5 separate regions of the Mus musculus genome follow, and regions 1, 3, 4 and 5 are each linked to region 2. Evidence: chromatin contacts called from public promoter capture Hi-C data. All regions are on one chromosome and are shown on one strand. The core of a region is the stretch at or near the end of the contact, and the rest is flanking DNA. Distances in the headings are between cores, read along the strand shown.

What was found. Promoter capture Hi-C pulls out the DNA fragments that hold promoters and counts their contacts.
Region 1: a promoter capture Hi-C map of liver shows a contact between it and region 2, with 2.5 times the contacts expected there. The contact joins the enhancer-like site here to the promoter of Rtraf in region 2. A contact is called at or near these places in 10 of 39 promoter capture datasets (the C10 cell line, the HPC-7 cell line, cranial neural crest and 5 more), 1 of 484 Hi-C or Micro-C datasets (pro-B cells), 12 of 115 datasets of contacts at active chromatin or transcription factors (the SCID.adh cell line, acute myeloid leukemia, astrocytes and 6 more) and 3 of 9 other capture datasets (adipose tissue, embryonic stem cells and liver).
Region 3: a promoter capture Hi-C map of trophoblast stem cells shows a contact between it and region 2, with 4 times the contacts expected there. The contact joins the enhancer-like site here to the promoter of Rtraf in region 2. A contact is called at or near these places in 19 of 39 promoter capture datasets (the 3T3-L1 cell line, 3T3-L1-derived adipocytes, the C10 cell line and 12 more), 1 of 15 datasets of contacts at CTCF or cohesin (large pre-B cells), 1 of 484 Hi-C or Micro-C datasets (bone marrow-derived macrophages), 11 of 115 datasets of contacts at active chromatin or transcription factors (the SCID.adh cell line, bone marrow-derived macrophages, embryonic basal ganglia and 5 more) and 3 of 9 other capture datasets (adipose tissue, embryonic stem cells and liver).
Region 4: a contact with region 2 is called in a promoter capture Hi-C map of embryonic stem cells. The contact joins the enhancer-like site here to the promoter of Rtraf in region 2. A contact is called at or near these places in 15 of 39 promoter capture datasets (the 3T3-L1 cell line, 3T3-L1-derived adipocytes, the C10 cell line and 11 more), 6 of 115 datasets of contacts at active chromatin or transcription factors (acute myeloid leukemia, bone marrow-derived macrophages, embryonic forebrain and 1 more) and 3 of 9 other capture datasets (liver, macrophages and pancreatic islet).
Region 5: a contact with region 2 is called in a promoter capture Hi-C map of trophoblast stem cells, with 6 times the contacts expected there. The contact joins the enhancer-like site here to the promoter of Rtraf in region 2. A contact is called at or near these places in 16 of 39 promoter capture datasets (the 3T3-L1 cell line, 3T3-L1-derived adipocytes, the C10 cell line and 12 more), 2 of 15 datasets of contacts at CTCF or cohesin (embryonic stem cells and pro-B cells), 50 of 484 Hi-C or Micro-C datasets (the AML12 cell line, B cells, the C2C12 cell line and 34 more), 22 of 115 datasets of contacts at active chromatin or transcription factors (the NIH/3T3 cell line, the SCID.adh cell line, acute myeloid leukemia and 15 more) and 5 of 9 other capture datasets (adipose tissue, embryonic stem cells, liver and 2 more).

What each region holds. Positions count from the first base shown.
Region 1 is chr14:20,313,973-20,316,673 of GRCm38.p6, forward strand. Nudt13 (nudix (nucleoside diphosphate linked moiety X)-type motif 13) reads left to right here. Exons shown (of 9, transcript NM_026341.3): 9 at 2,052-2,701. The coding sequence ends at 2,252. Among named protein-coding and RNA genes, the nearest start is that of Nudt13, 21 kb to the left of the region's middle. Within about 2 kb of position 1,364, at least 11 of the 459 cell types and tissues checked have an H3K27ac peak or open chromatin away from gene starts, as enhancers often do. A contact at or near this core is called in liver, where this site is marked.
Region 2 is chr14:19,822,449-19,825,272 of GRCm38.p6, forward strand. Rtraf (RNA transcription, translation and transport factor) reads right to left here and starts at 1,375. Exons shown (of 8, transcript NM_026528.3): 1 at 1,221-1,375; 2 at 118-242. The coding sequence starts at 1,281.
Region 3 is chr14:20,109,744-20,112,626 of GRCm38.p6, forward strand. No RefSeq gene overlaps it. Among named protein-coding and RNA genes, the nearest start is that of Gm41104, 19 kb to the right of the region's middle. Within about 2 kb of position 1,313, at least 7 of the 459 cell types and tissues checked have an H3K27ac peak or open chromatin away from gene starts, as enhancers often do. A contact at or near this core is called in trophoblast stem cells, where this site is marked.
Region 4 is chr14:20,219,835-20,222,569 of GRCm38.p6, forward strand. No RefSeq gene overlaps it. Among named protein-coding and RNA genes, the nearest start is that of Kcnk5, 39 kb to the left of the region's middle. Within about 2 kb of position 1,372, at least 10 of the 459 cell types and tissues checked have an H3K27ac peak or open chromatin away from gene starts, as enhancers often do. A contact at or near this core is called in embryonic stem cells, where this site is marked.
Region 5 is chr14:20,245,793-20,248,575 of GRCm38.p6, forward strand. No RefSeq gene overlaps it. Among named protein-coding and RNA genes, the nearest start is that of Kcnk16, 22 kb to the right of the region's middle. Within about 2 kb of position 1,344, at least 42 of the 459 cell types and tissues checked have an H3K27ac peak or open chromatin away from gene starts, as enhancers often do. A contact at or near this core is called in the C2C12 cell line, the HL-1 cell line, the NIH/3T3 cell line and 3 more, where this site is marked.

The DNA.
Region 1 (2,701 bases), core at 114-2,613, 490 kb after region 2:
CCTTTCTAAACAGTTCTGGGGGCTGGAGAAATGGCTCAGCGGTTAAGAGCACTGACTGCTCTTCCAGAGGTTCTGAGTCCCAGCAACCACATGGTGGCTCACAACCATCTGTAATGGGATCTGATGTTCTCCTCTGGTGTGTCTGAAGAGAGCAATGGTGTACTCCTCTACAGAAAATAAAAATAAATAAATCTTTAAAAACAAAAACAGAACAAAAAAATCCACCACCTCCAACAGTTCCACCAGCTGGGAACCAAGCATTGAAACCTATGAGCCTACAGAGACCGCTCTCACTCACACTGCCACACCATCTTAGTGGGTAAGCGGGGCCTCTCACACTGATGCTCTGAATTTCCCTGATCACTGACACTTGGTACTTCATTACACATTTGTTGACCATATATTTCTTCTCCTCCTCCTCCTCTTCCTCCTTTTCTTCCTCTTCCTTCTCCTCTTCTTCCTCTTTCCCCTCCCCCCTCCTTTCTTTATTTTTTGAGATATGGTTTCTCTGTGTGGTACGCGCCTTGAATCCCAAGCACTGAGGCAGGTGAATGTCTGAGTTCAAGGCCAGCGTGGTCTTCAAAGGGAGTTGAAGGACAGGCGGAGCTACACAGAGAAACCCTGTCTCAAAAACAAAACCAAAAAGTTATAAACAATTTCTTCTTTTAAGAGCCATCTGTTGGAGTGCTTTTGTCTTTTTCCAGTGCTAGGGACTGGACGCAGAACCTCAAAGGTGCCTGGTCCCGCTGAGCTCCGACACATCCCGTCTGTGCTGTTGAGCTGCAAAGAATCCTTATGGATTTTGGGCATTAATTCTTTATATTTGTTCTGCAAACCTTCTCTCACCTTATAAGTGCTTTTGTGTTCTGTGCTTGCTTTGCTGTCTAGGTTTTTATTCTGACCTCACCCTGTCTACTTTAGCGTTTCCTGCCTTTACTTTTAAAGCCACATCTATAAAAAGGCAGTGCCCAGTCCACTATCACAACTCCTACACGCATTTAATCTTTAATCCATTTTGCGTTGGATTTTGGTACAAAGAGTCCAGCTTCACTCTTTGGCGTGTGTATCCATGTGCCAACTCCATGTATGCTGCGATTTATTTTTCACCGTCAGTTTTTAACAGTTCCTTACATAGAAATAGAATGCACATACCTACCTCACTTAACAGTTTGGGATTGGTGTTCCTGCCCAAGGACTTGGGGATGTTGGGGACTGGTGATATAAAACTATAGGAACCTCTGGCTGACAGGGACTTTGATGTCTTACCTAAATTCACCCTGCTTGTTTGTGGCATGTCTGACAGATGGAAGTCACCGAATGCCCTGCCTGGCTTGCCTGTTCTGTCCTCTGATTTTTATGGGCTCTCTAATCTGCTTCCACTTCCTGGGACAGTCTGTGTTTACTTTGCTTCTTGCTTTCAGTTATCATTAACCTTTATCCTTTAAAGAGAATAGCATTTGTATGAATGTTGATTCTTTAAAAAAAATTGCCTGTATTTGTGTGTGGACATATATGGACATCCAAGACAAGTTTCAGGAGTCTGTCCTCTCCTTTGGTCACATGCACCCTGAGGACCACGCTCAGATTGACAGCAAGCGCCTGTACCCACTGAGCCATCCCACTGACCCTGCAGCTCCTTTTTAATTGAAAGGGTTATATACTTGATGCGACACACTCACTCATGCCTTGCCACTCGATAGTTTAAGTGTCTGCTTTAGGATTTTATGTGTGTGTACACTGGGGACTGAATCCGGGCTTAACAAATGCCATCAGCCTTGGACAAGAAGGATTTTTTTTTTAATTATAACTATTGTACAAATAGGATAAAATTTTTAAAAATTTATCTTTTTTAGAACTATTTCAAAATACATTTAATTCTCTGTTCAGTTTCTGAACATTATCTAGAACTGATTTTAACCTAGCCATTGGTCCCAGGTGTTCCCATCTAAGACTGCACCGTTCTGTATGAATTTTCTCACTTTGGCCGTGGTGTTTTATATTTCATAGTTCCTAACTTTACCCCTACCCTATACCCCTTCCTTGTCTTTCAGATTCAGGTGAACTTGAAGGAACTAGAGGCAGCCGCCTGGTTCAGTCTTGATGAGGTGACCACAGCCCTGAGGAGAAAGGGCTCCTTGGCTCTGCAGCCGAGTGAGGCTTCCCCACTGTTGCTGCCTCCCAAGTTAGCCATTGCCCACCACTTGATTAAGAAGTGGGTGGAGACGCGGAGCTGTTCTTCCCTGGCTGCTTAGCTCAAATGGAGCCGTCTGGATCCCTCCTGGGCATTGCTGCAGGGCACTCTGGAGATGACCTGCGAAGGGAGGTGACAAAGCCTTCCCGGGCAGAGGCTCTCTGAGAAGTTCCACTGCCTAAAGCCTTCTAATGCTCCACCAAAAATGTTGGTGTGAACTGGATAGAGCAGCTTGTACCTGTACTTGTCCCAGCTACCATGGAGGCGGAGGCAGAGGCGAGAGCGTCACTTTTGCCCAGGACAACGGGGGCAACATATTAGACACCGTCACTTAAAAAGAAAATAAAAACTGTAAGGAGAAGAGTTGACTGATGAGATGCTAACAGTGCAAAGCTGAGGGGAGGTTGCTGATTGGCTTGAGTGTAGCCCAAGGCTGTAGGAACAAACATCCTCTGGCCTGGACTGGCTGATGTTGGATTTATAGGAACTGCCAAATGTGCCAGGGTGATT
Region 2 (2,824 bases), core at 125-2,624:
AGTTAGCTTTACTCACACTGATCACTATTATATCTTAAAAGAACATAGGAATTTTCAACTCAACATACAACGTTTACAAAAGTTCTCTGTGCTTCCTTCTACTTCCTGATTCATTACCTTTTCAAAGAACTTGGGCCAGTCACTGCTGTGGATGTTTCTCAAGTTACCTCTGTCTTCAATCTTGTAGTGTCTGATTTTCTGGTCTTCAAGCCAAACGATAAAGTTTCTAAATTCTGTTTCATCTGCAACGAAACATCATATATCAAGTCACTAAAAGCCTTTGTGATCCTTGGTGGCTTTCTAACCTGCAAACACTACATTAACTGACCCCGAGGGAAGTCAGCAAGAGCTCAAAGTTCAGACTGCAGAGCCATAGATACCTGGCTCACTGCAATAGACTCAAATTCTGGATGAGCCTCAGAAAACCGGATACACTTTCTAAGCTTCAGATTCTTCAGATACAAGATGAGGAAAACGGGACTTACTTCGTGGGGATGTTTTGAGTATTGAATGAATTAAACATGCAGGGCACAGTGTTTCCTATGTTTTATTAGAACTCTGGTTCCTTTAGAGTTTAAGGGGCATTGGGCAGGTAAAAACTTTGAAGCAAGCCAATAGAATAAAATAAACTAGAAATAAACGATTAAAGCACCCTGAATACAAATATTAAAAACTGAAAGCTAGGGGACAGTGTACAGTTACCGGGACGCACCTGCTTCCTTAGATCCAACCCCTCCAAACACCAAAACCCAAAACCCTCAGGAAAGATCCTCATTTTACTCGTCAGAAAACTGAGGTCTCAACCCCCAATTTCGGCTCTACCGCCACCCAGCAATCTTGAGCCAAGTAAAAGCCAAGTAAAAACCAGGACTGACCCTGATATGCTTCTGGAGACCAAACGCTGCCACCCCGCTTCTACCGGTGCGTCCTGCACAGCGGAATGAGGCCCTGGTCCCCGCCTCACTCTCAGTTTCCCACTGGCCCGCAGGACTGGAATATCTTTTTTTCTGAACGGTTCCACTTCCCTGGCAGCCGGCCACGAACTTTCTGCGCGCCCCGAAGGGCATCCCCGGTCCCCTCCCCTACCCCGCAGGTGCCCGCCGAGCCGCCCGGGGGCCGGGAAGCCTGCCGAGCGCCTCAGGGCAGCGGCTGCCGGGTCTGGGTCCGGGTCCGGGCGGGCTGGGGAGGCGCCGTCGCCGAACCCCGCGGCCGCCACCCACCTTTGCAGTTGAAGCCTGAGGGGTTGTGGTAATCCAGGGCCGTGAGCTTGCGTCGGAACATGGTCCCCGCTGCTCGCGCTGGCCGCCCGGGCCTCCGCCGGGACAGGAGAAGCGAGGTGAGGCGGGCAGCGCAGGCACCGGCGACGCGGCGAAGGGGCGGGGCGGTGACCGACGCTCCGACGGACGGCGGACGGAGCCAATCGCGGCTTAGGAACGCCCGCAGCCCGCAAGCGCTGGCCAATCATCGCTGCTGCTTAGGAGGCGGGGCCACGTCGGTGCACGTCGACGCTCAAATAAACTTTATTGTCAGCTTCCTAGTTGTACAATGGACCGAAAGCAGGTCTGAAGCTGCGATTCGTGGATCTAACTCCTTTTCTTGCAACAGTAGGCAAAACCAAAACCCAAAACCAAAACCAAAAAAAAAAAAAAAAAAAAAATGTCTGTACGCTTTCTCGAGTCGGCTATAGCTCTTATTGGCTCAGAGTTGCTGTTTAATATCTTGAGCGTATTAATTGCTCGTCTTTGAACGCTGGTAATACAAAGATCGAAAAGAAAGGTCCCTGCAGGATATTCTTTCGGACTAATTGGAGTGATGTGGAGATTAGATACAACCCCCATGCCATATTTCAGTTTGTCCCCAAACAGTGAAGTCAGAAACCGGGAACCTGCGTTTCCTTCTCCTCAAACCTCTCAGTCACTACCTTCAGTGGGCCACTAAGTCCTGCCATCTCTTCTCTCTCATCCTTTCTTGCCTTTCCTGATGTATTTTCCCCACTCTGTAACGCGACTGATAATCTAAAGCGCCCATTTAAAACTTTCTTCTTATCTTTTAGCAAAGCTGTCGGTGCTTATGATCTAAGTTGCATGCTTCCAGGTTTTTGGCCTCTTATCCAAATATGCAAAAGCAAAATAGTTTTATTTGAAGCAATGCTATAGTGCAAAGTTACAGAATGACAGCAGGCAACGCGAGCAAAAGTACCAAGTACCTCAGGCTACAGCCTGGGTCTCTTCACCGGTCAAGAAAAAGGAGGCGCTGGTTACTAATGTGAATGATCCTTTATTTCAATTGATAGATCAGGTTATACGATCATTTCAATACTGCTCACGTCCCTTCCAATAATGCATCTGGCTTTAATCACATGCACAGGCATATGAGAGTAAATAAGAGATTCTTCTTAAAAGCTTATTAGAGGACATAGTTTCCCCTTAATTGTGCCTATACCCCAAGCAAGTTCAGGCCATCTTGACCCTTCTAATCTTTATACCCCATACATTGGGAATATACTTGAATAAAAACTGTGTAGGTGTGATTGGTACTAGGGGTGAAGAAACATTATTATTTAGAGGTAGAAGTATATATAATCTGGGGAGGTTAAGGGAGTTCCGAGGTGCCAGGTAAATTGTTTGGAGAATTTTTGGTTGTGTGTGTGTGTGTGTGTATGTGTGTGTGTGTGTGTGTGTGACTTACCAATGAAGGAACAAGGCTGCCAAGAGCATCATTGTAAGAGGGGCTATGTGAATAACCAGAAACAAATTGGGGTTCCAAGCTATCCTCTCTCCCATGCTTGCCTGCCTCAGGAACTGCCTGCTGTGCTCTAGAGACA
Region 3 (2,883 bases), core at 63-2,562, 290 kb after region 2:
AATGTCATTCAAATCTGCCAAGTATCAGCATGCAGCATTCAAGATGAAAGGGTAGTGTAGACCTTTGCAGCCACACTCTCTGTGCAGGCTAGTTTTTATGTCAACTTGGCACTAGCTAAAGTCATTGGGAAAACTGAGAAAATGCCCCCAAAAGATTGGCCTGTGAGCAAGCCTGTGATGTGTTTTCTTTACTGATATTTGATGTGGGAGGGCCCAGCTTACTGTGGATGATGCCACTGTTGGGCTGGTGGTGCTAGGAAGCATTAAAAAAAAAAAAAGAAAGATGAACAAGCCATTCAGAGTAGGCAGGAAGCAGCACTCATTAGCTCCTGCTTCCAGGTTCCTGCCTGGAGTTACTTCCTTAAGACTGGACTGATTAGTACAAGTAAGCTGAAATTAACCCTTCCCTCTCCAAGTTGCTTGCCATCGTGGTGTTTTATCACAGCAATAGAAACCTCAACTAAGACACTCTTATTATTCAGATAAGGAAATTGGGGCTCATAGAAGACCCCACATATTCAAGTAATAACAACAAATATAGGAACAAATACTTGGGGCTCGAGAGGTGTTTCAAAGGACTTGGGTTAGATTCCCAGCACCCATTACAATAACGGTCTACAACTCCAGTTCCAGGGAATCTCATGCCCTCTTCTGACCTCTACATGTACTACACACACACACACACACACACACACACACACACACACACACACACATGCAAACGCACATTCACACATACCTGTGATGGTATGAATATGCTCGGCTCAGGGAGTGGCACTATTAGAAAGTGTGTCCCTATTCAAGTAGGTGTGGCCTTTTTGGAGTAGGTGTGTCACTGTGGATGTGGGCTTTAAGACCCTATCCTAGCTGCCTAGAAGCCAGCATTCTGCTAGCAGCCTTCAGATAAAGATGTAGAACTCTCAGATCCTCCTGTACCATGCCTGCCTGGATGCTGCCACGTACCTGCACTGATGATAACAGACTGAACCTCTGAACCTGTAACCCAGCCCCAATTAAATGTTGTCCTTATAAGAGTTGCCTTGGTCATGGTGTCTGTTCACAGCAGTAAAACACTAGCTAAAACAGTGCCCTACAGGCAAAGGCTCATCACATAAAAATAAATCTCTTTAAAAATAATGTACTAGATTCATAAATACATGGCTAGGATATCAATATTCTTAGGTTTTAGAAAATAGAACTAAACATTTGGAAAAAGTTACCCTCTTCCCAGAGAACTCCCTATATACACACAAACAAGAGGGTGTGGCCAGCAAAGTGGCAGCTAGGCACCTTTGTGCAATCAAGGAGATAAAGCCTGGCACTTTTCCCTAATGCAAAAGGTAACTAACCTATTAATCAACTTCTCAAGCCCAGCCTGGGCACCTGATCTGGAGACAAAGAAGGAGGTTGTTTGCATCAAACACTGTTATCTTTAGTAGCCTGGTTCCTTTGCCTCCAGCTACTTTGGATTAATCAGTCTCTCTGGGTGGCTGTAAAATCCTTCCTTTTCTCCATAAACCTTTGGAAGGACAGAAGGTCACTCATCTGCTGAGGAAGTTTGAATTCTCTCTGAATTCCTGTGTTGGGGGGGGGGGCGGGTAAGCATCAAGAGTAGGGAAGCAGGCCTACCTATGCTCAGAGGTGACTTTTCTAATAAAGGTGTTTGCCGCCAACCTTCATGACATGAGTTCAACTATAGAGACCCACACGATATGGAAAGATAACCAACTCCTAAGAGTTGTCTTCTGGCCTCCATACGTGCGCTCTGAGACAACTCACACAAACACACACACTCATACACACACACTCACAGACACAAACACACTCATATACACACACATGCACACATGCACACTCATACACAGTCAATCAGAAAAGTAAAATACATTTTAAGTACAAGAAAGCAAAGAAAATAGACTCCTCCAGGCTTTACCCTCTCGGGGAGTCTTGCGTAATCTCTGTTATGTCTATGTAGCAGTTCTTTAGACTAAACACGCCCTCCCATCCTTTTGATGAGCTTTGGTCTATGTCATTTCAGAACAGGAATTTTTGTAATCTCTTAGAGTCAGACATCTTTCGGGATCTAGTCAAAGACTGGATGGCTCCGCAGAAGGGACACACATTTGTAGCTGTTCATATATTTTGGCAAACAACCCTTCAAGCTGGTAGGACACCCAAGTTGAACACTCTGGGCCCTAAAGTTGGGAATTGAAGCCATTTTTGGAGAGAGCTCTAGAAGCTTAAGTGATAACCCCTAACATTACCCGATTTGGGTTTTAAAGGGGTAGCACACCTCTATGGAGATGCTTGGAAGTGACCCACCTTAGGCTACCTCCTAAGACCTTGGAGCAGTGGTTTTCAACCTTTCTAATGCTATGACCCTTTAATACAGTTCCTCATGCTGTGGTGACCCCCTCCCCCAGTCATAAAAGTATTTTTGTTTGCTACTTTGTAACTGTAATTTTGCTACTGTTATGAATTGCAGTGTAATACCGTGTTTTCCAATGGTCTTAGGTGACCCCTGGGGCGCAGACTGAGAACTTCTGCCTTAGAGTAAAGGAGAAGAGCCTGACAGGAAAATGGCTCTGTAGCGAACACTTCCTGTTAGCCTTAGCCTGTAATTTATTAGTAATGCCACAAGGTGGCAATGTTGCAAATTAATGGGTTCCAAAGTCAAACCAAATTTTCCACTAAACTTTTTCAATAACTCAGTTGTAATTGCATAGAACCAAATGCTTTCCAAGTGCCTGCTTCTGGTCTAGATTCTGGGGATATGAATTTAAAGAAGGCTGTGGATATTTGCTTTCCAGTCCTTTTCTTCCTTCAGCAAAAAAAAAAAAAAAAAAAAAAAAAAAAAAAGCCATCAAGAGGCTGAGTTTTCAT
Region 4 (2,735 bases), core at 122-2,621, 400 kb after region 2:
GAGTAATTTCCCCATGGAACCATTATCTTCCTAGAGCCTCTGTCTGTCTGTCTGTCTGTCCTTCTTATACATGCACACCATGTTCCCTGCCCCTAGGCTTCAGCAATAATCGTTCTTTACTGCCATCCTCAATTCTTAATCATTGACTAGAGCTGGTCAGGTGGGGTCCAGTCACTGATGAATGCAAGAATCATGTGGTCTGTGGAACAGATGCCAATAGAGACTCCTCTGCCCTCTGCCCCCACCTCTGCAGCCTTTCTGCCTTGGGCTCCTTTCCAGGCTCCACCCACCCTTGCTACTGACCCTCCCCCACACTCCCACCCCAGTTTTGAGACTCTCACTAGCCTTTGAGGTTAATCTGGGACTTGCTATATAACTCAGGCTATTCTCCCAGCCTCTCTGTTTGTTTATACTAGAATAAACACACACACACACACACACACACACACACACACGCACACGCACACGCACACGCACACATATACATACATGATGGTACATGCCTACAATCCTAGCACTCAGGAGGTAGAGGCAGGAGGAACAGAACTCAACGTCGTTCTCAGTTACATCATCATCATCATGGATGGATGGATGGATGGATGGATGGATGGATGGACAAGGGATGGATGGATGGATGGATGGATGGACAAGGGATGGATGGATGGATGGACAAGGGATGGATGGATGGATGGATGGATGGACAAGGGATGGATGGATGGATGGACAAGGGATGGATGGATGGATGGATGGATGGATGGATGGATGGACAAGGGATGGATGAACAGGCAAATGTGCCTGTAGGGGTGACCCTGAGTAGCAATTCTCACCAGGAGACAGCAATGGTCCTATGCTTGCTGCCATCACATCCAAAGACTGGCTGCGGGAGGCAGATGATCCAGTAGTGCTGATCCCTCCTTGCCAGTGCCTCAGCCGCAGCTTGTTGGTTCCAGTTGGAGAAACGGGTCCCCCTGGGTCGTGGGATGGGCCAGGGCTGGAAACCCAGTGGGTAGGTGAAGGAGATTGTCATGAATGAGAATAAGCCAGCATTCTTACAGTGAAGTGTGTGTAGTAGGGGTGGGGGCAGGAAGGAGGGTGGTGGAATGTTCTGGAAGGAAGGAGAAAGGGCACAGTACCCACAGTCCACAGGTCCTCATCACTGCCTCCTCTCCTTCCTTATCCTCTCTGTCTTCCAGGCTTCCCAACCAGCAAGTCTTTCCAGATTGTCAGCAGAGCCCAGACCACACCTTAGCTCCACAGCCGCTTTGAATTTATGGATGCAGTTAGCTATGGTGTTTACTCTCCCTGCCCCTCTGTATTGTTAACCTCCCCTCCCCCAAGCTGGACTCCCCTTGAAGGAGCTCTTTGTTTCCCCCTTAGTTGTAGCTTTTATCAGACAGCAGTGGGGGTCAGAGGGTTTGAGTGGCAGGCTTCGCAGGCAGTCTGGTGACTGACTGTCTTGGTGGGTTTAAAGAAAACAGAGAGGGCTGAAGCACCCGGGGAGATGCGTCCCCACGCCCCTGTAACTGAGAAACAATACCACTCAATATTCCAACCGGCTGGGGCTGGAGCGATGGCTCAGAAGTTCAGAATGCTTGCTGCCCTTGCAGAGGACCTGAGTTTGGAGTCAGCACCTAAGTTGGGCAGCTCTCAACCACCTGTAATTCCAGCTCCAGAGGATCTGACACCCTCTTCTGGCCTCCTCAGGCACCTGCACTCACATGCACATAATTAAAAATAAAATAATAAAATCTTTAAAATGCGTCCGTTCCAAAGGCATAGATTGTTGAGGTTTCTGTTTCCCCCAGCTTGCCCCTTAATTTTCCAACTCTGGACTCAACACAATTACCAGTCTTCTTTCCATGTGTGCGTGAGAGAATATACATATTGGTGTGCACAAAAACCCGGGCTGTAGGCTGTAGGCTGTAGGCTGTTGCTGCGAAGCCTGAAATTCTGTCTTTGATTCCCAGGACCCAAATGGTGGAAGGGGAAAGTCAACTCTAGAAGTACAACATAGACACACAAGATGAATGAATGAATGAATGAATGAATGAAATGATTAAATTAAATGGACATTAAAAGTGTGCAGCCAAGGGGGCAAGCATCTGGAAACTTCTGAAGGTGAGTGAGTACTTGCATGTTGGAGACGTGGTGTTCCTAAGCTGCTCTCACTCATGACCTGCTGACCATGTTCACTTACAAGCTCTTGGGAGTGCAAGTTTGGGAGGGAGACACTGGAATGAAGACATACTCCTATTATACAGCAATGGGGAGAAAAATGGATATAGCCGAGACATGATGATACCTGCCTGCATAAGAGACAAATCACAATGCTCCATTTTCAGTAGGAAGTGTTCTTAGAGCTTATTACAGGTGACCAGGGGATGCTGGGCCTCTCTCCTGAGCTGGTGCTGGAGCAAGCTTGTCTCAGAACTCTGAGAGCTGAGAAGTTACAGACAGTCCGATACACAAGATTAGAAAGGGAGGCAACCCCAAGGCCTGGAATCTTCATTAGACAAGGCTTTGCATCTTGAACTAATAGGATGGAAAACTTGGGAAGGGGGCTTTCCAGAAAAACTCCAAGACTGTGACTCTCTAAAGCCTTCAGCCTATAGAAAAAAAAAAGTCAAGAACCTCTCAAGATCGGGGATTTTAAAAATCTCAGGCTTGCACCAAACCAGCAAATCAGACATTTTTACCTATTCTTTATGCGAACATCCTTTCTGTAGACTTGTATG
Region 5 (2,783 bases), core at 94-2,593, 420 kb after region 2:
TTGGTTGATGTTAATTGGCTGGGTAAGGTGGGGAGCTCCTTGGGGTGAGGAGATAGATATAAAGGCAAAGATTTCAGAGCCACTTCCTCTCTCATAGGTGACACTGTGTAGGACAAGAAGGACACCTCTCTGGACTACCTGAAAGGACTGTTTTGTGTTTACTGTTGCCCTCTGAACATGCTAGGCAAGCACTCTGCAGCCAAGCTACAACCCCAGTCCTCTTCTCACTTTTAATTTTAGGACAGGCTCTTCTTGCCAAGTTGCCTAAGCTGCCCTTGAACTCAGGCCCAGTCTGGCTTTGAACTTGGAGTCACTCTGCTTCAGCCTCCTAAGTAGCTTACAGATCTGCGCCCCCACGCCTGACTTGGCTAGAATTGATTGATTGACTATTCGTGTTTGGGAGCAGTGCTGATGTCCTGTGGAATGCATGTGGAAGTCAGAAGACAATTCACGGGAGCCGGGTCTCTCCTTCCAGCACGCGGGACCTGGGGGCTGGGCTGAGGTCATCCGGCTCGTGGCAAGTGACTCTACCCACTGAACCATCCTGCTGACTTAAAAAAAAAAAAAAAAAGACAGTGTCTTACTATGTATCTCTCTGGCTGGCCTGAATATGTAGAGCAGGCTGGCCTCAGATTCGTGGAGATCTGCCTATCTCTGTCTCCCAAATGTTGGGATTAAAGTTGTGTGTCACTATACCCAGTAACACCTTCATGATGGCCTTAGCAACTATTGTCCCTCCAAGACAATTTCAGAGACTAAACCAGTGCTCCCGACCATACGGGCATTTTTATCCTAATACTTGGGAGATAGAGACAGGAAAATTAGGAATCCAGAATCAGCCTTAACTATACAGTCTGTTCAAGGCCAGCCTGGATCCCACGAGACCTGATTTCAAAAACTTAAAACCAAACCCGAGCAAGACAAGATGTAAATAATGATAAAGGTATCTTAGAGGGAAGCATCCCCGTGCTTGGATCATGCCGGAAGCCATGTAGTCAGGACAGTAAGTGCTGGAGGGACAGAAGAGCAAGCTCTGGCTGCAGGAAGCATCTTGGAGCAGCTGTGGCTGGTCCCTGGGGGCACATCTGCACACTTGGCCCACGGTTCTTAGACTCTGCCTGGACGCTCCCCCATGAGTCACGGATGTCCAGAGCCCCTCATCCCGGCCAGCATGGGATAGTGTCAGCAGGGAGCTCCTGGGGGCAGAGCTCAGATCAACCCTGGCCTTCAAAGAGGTCAGCAGAGGCGCCACGTCAGCTGGGGCCTGCAGAGCGGTGCTTCCTCCTGCCTTGGTCCACCGACCTGGCTGCGAAGGCATGCGTGCTCACAGGGGCTGACGCATTGCTTAGAGTTCTTTGCAAAACTTAGTCATCAATCCTGGGAGATCTTATCTGTGTTGCAGAGGGAAATTGGTGATCACTCCCAAGTTTGCCTGGGGCAACAGAGCCTGACAGGGCAGAATTGAGGCTCCTACCCAGGAAGGTGGGCTGCACACCTAGCCCCAGTGGCCTGCTTCGGAGCATCCTTTCTGTCTGTGGGCAGTGGGTGGCCACATCTGAGCCTGCCAGGAAGGCAGAATGATGGTCCTGCAGGCAGCAAGTCAGACTCAGCCTCTCTGCTTAGCCTCTCCTGACTTTCCTGCCTCCCTCTGCCTCCCTCTACGCACCCTCCCCAGTGGTGGTTTCTTCCTTCCTTCCTTCCTTCCTTCCTTACTTCCATCCTTCCTTCCTTCCTTCCTTCCTTCCTTCCTTCCTTTTCTTCTTCTTCTTCTTCTTCTTCTTCTTCTTCTTCTTCTTCTTCTTCTTCTTCTTCTTCTTCTTCTTCTTCTTCTTCTTCTTCTCTCTCTCTCTCTCTCTCTCTCTCTCTCTCTCTTTCTCTCTCTCTCTCTCTCTCTTTGGTTTTTGAGACAGGCTAGCCTCAAACTCACAGTGTAGCTGAGGATAACCTGGAATTGTTGATCCTTCTGCCTTCAACTTCCCCAATGCTGGGAATACAGACATGGCCTACTGTGCTGGCTACTTAGGCAGATTTGGAGGGCTGAACATCAACAATTCTTCCCATTGGTGCACAAGTGTAAGAATCTGGCCAATCATCAGCCTTCTCTTGGACACCCTTCCTATTAAGTTGTCTCCTGCTGGAAGCAAGCACTTCTGAGCACCAGGGTCCTGGTGGGAGAGGAGAAAGGGCTCTTCCAAGGGCACCTGGCTGGGGGGACAAAGTAACAGAGGCCAATTAGAGACTCTCCTGAGCATTGAATTGCCAGATCCTATTTGTGGAGAGCACACCTCTGCCTCATCCTTGCTTCCTCTATTCAGACCCAAGGTTTCTGGAAGAGGGCCTGAGACTTTACTCTGGTCTGGCCTTGGCCCACCTCGGAGTGGATCAGATGGCGCAAACAGGGTGGTGTAACAGCCTTTTGGGCTTTCTTGGTCAAAAGGCTGCCGCTGACCCAGTTCCAAGAGGCCCTAGGTCTGAGGGGTTGGTACACAGAGGGTAGAATCCCTATCACAGCAATGGAGGGAGCAGAGTCACAGGAGCCCACTAGGGCCAAGAACCCCACTGGCTCAGGTAAACCCAGGATACTGCCTGGGCCTGGGGAGCCTGCATGTGCATGGTTGGACTGCAGAGACCCACTCTGTGCTGCTGTGGTCACAAGGCCAGAGGAGAGGCAGGGAAACTGGAGACACGGGGAGAACACAGTGTAGATAGTTGGGCTGTTTAAACTGAGCCTTCAAGGCAAAGGACAGAGGGGAGGCAGGGACAGGTCATCAGTCTGCCCATGC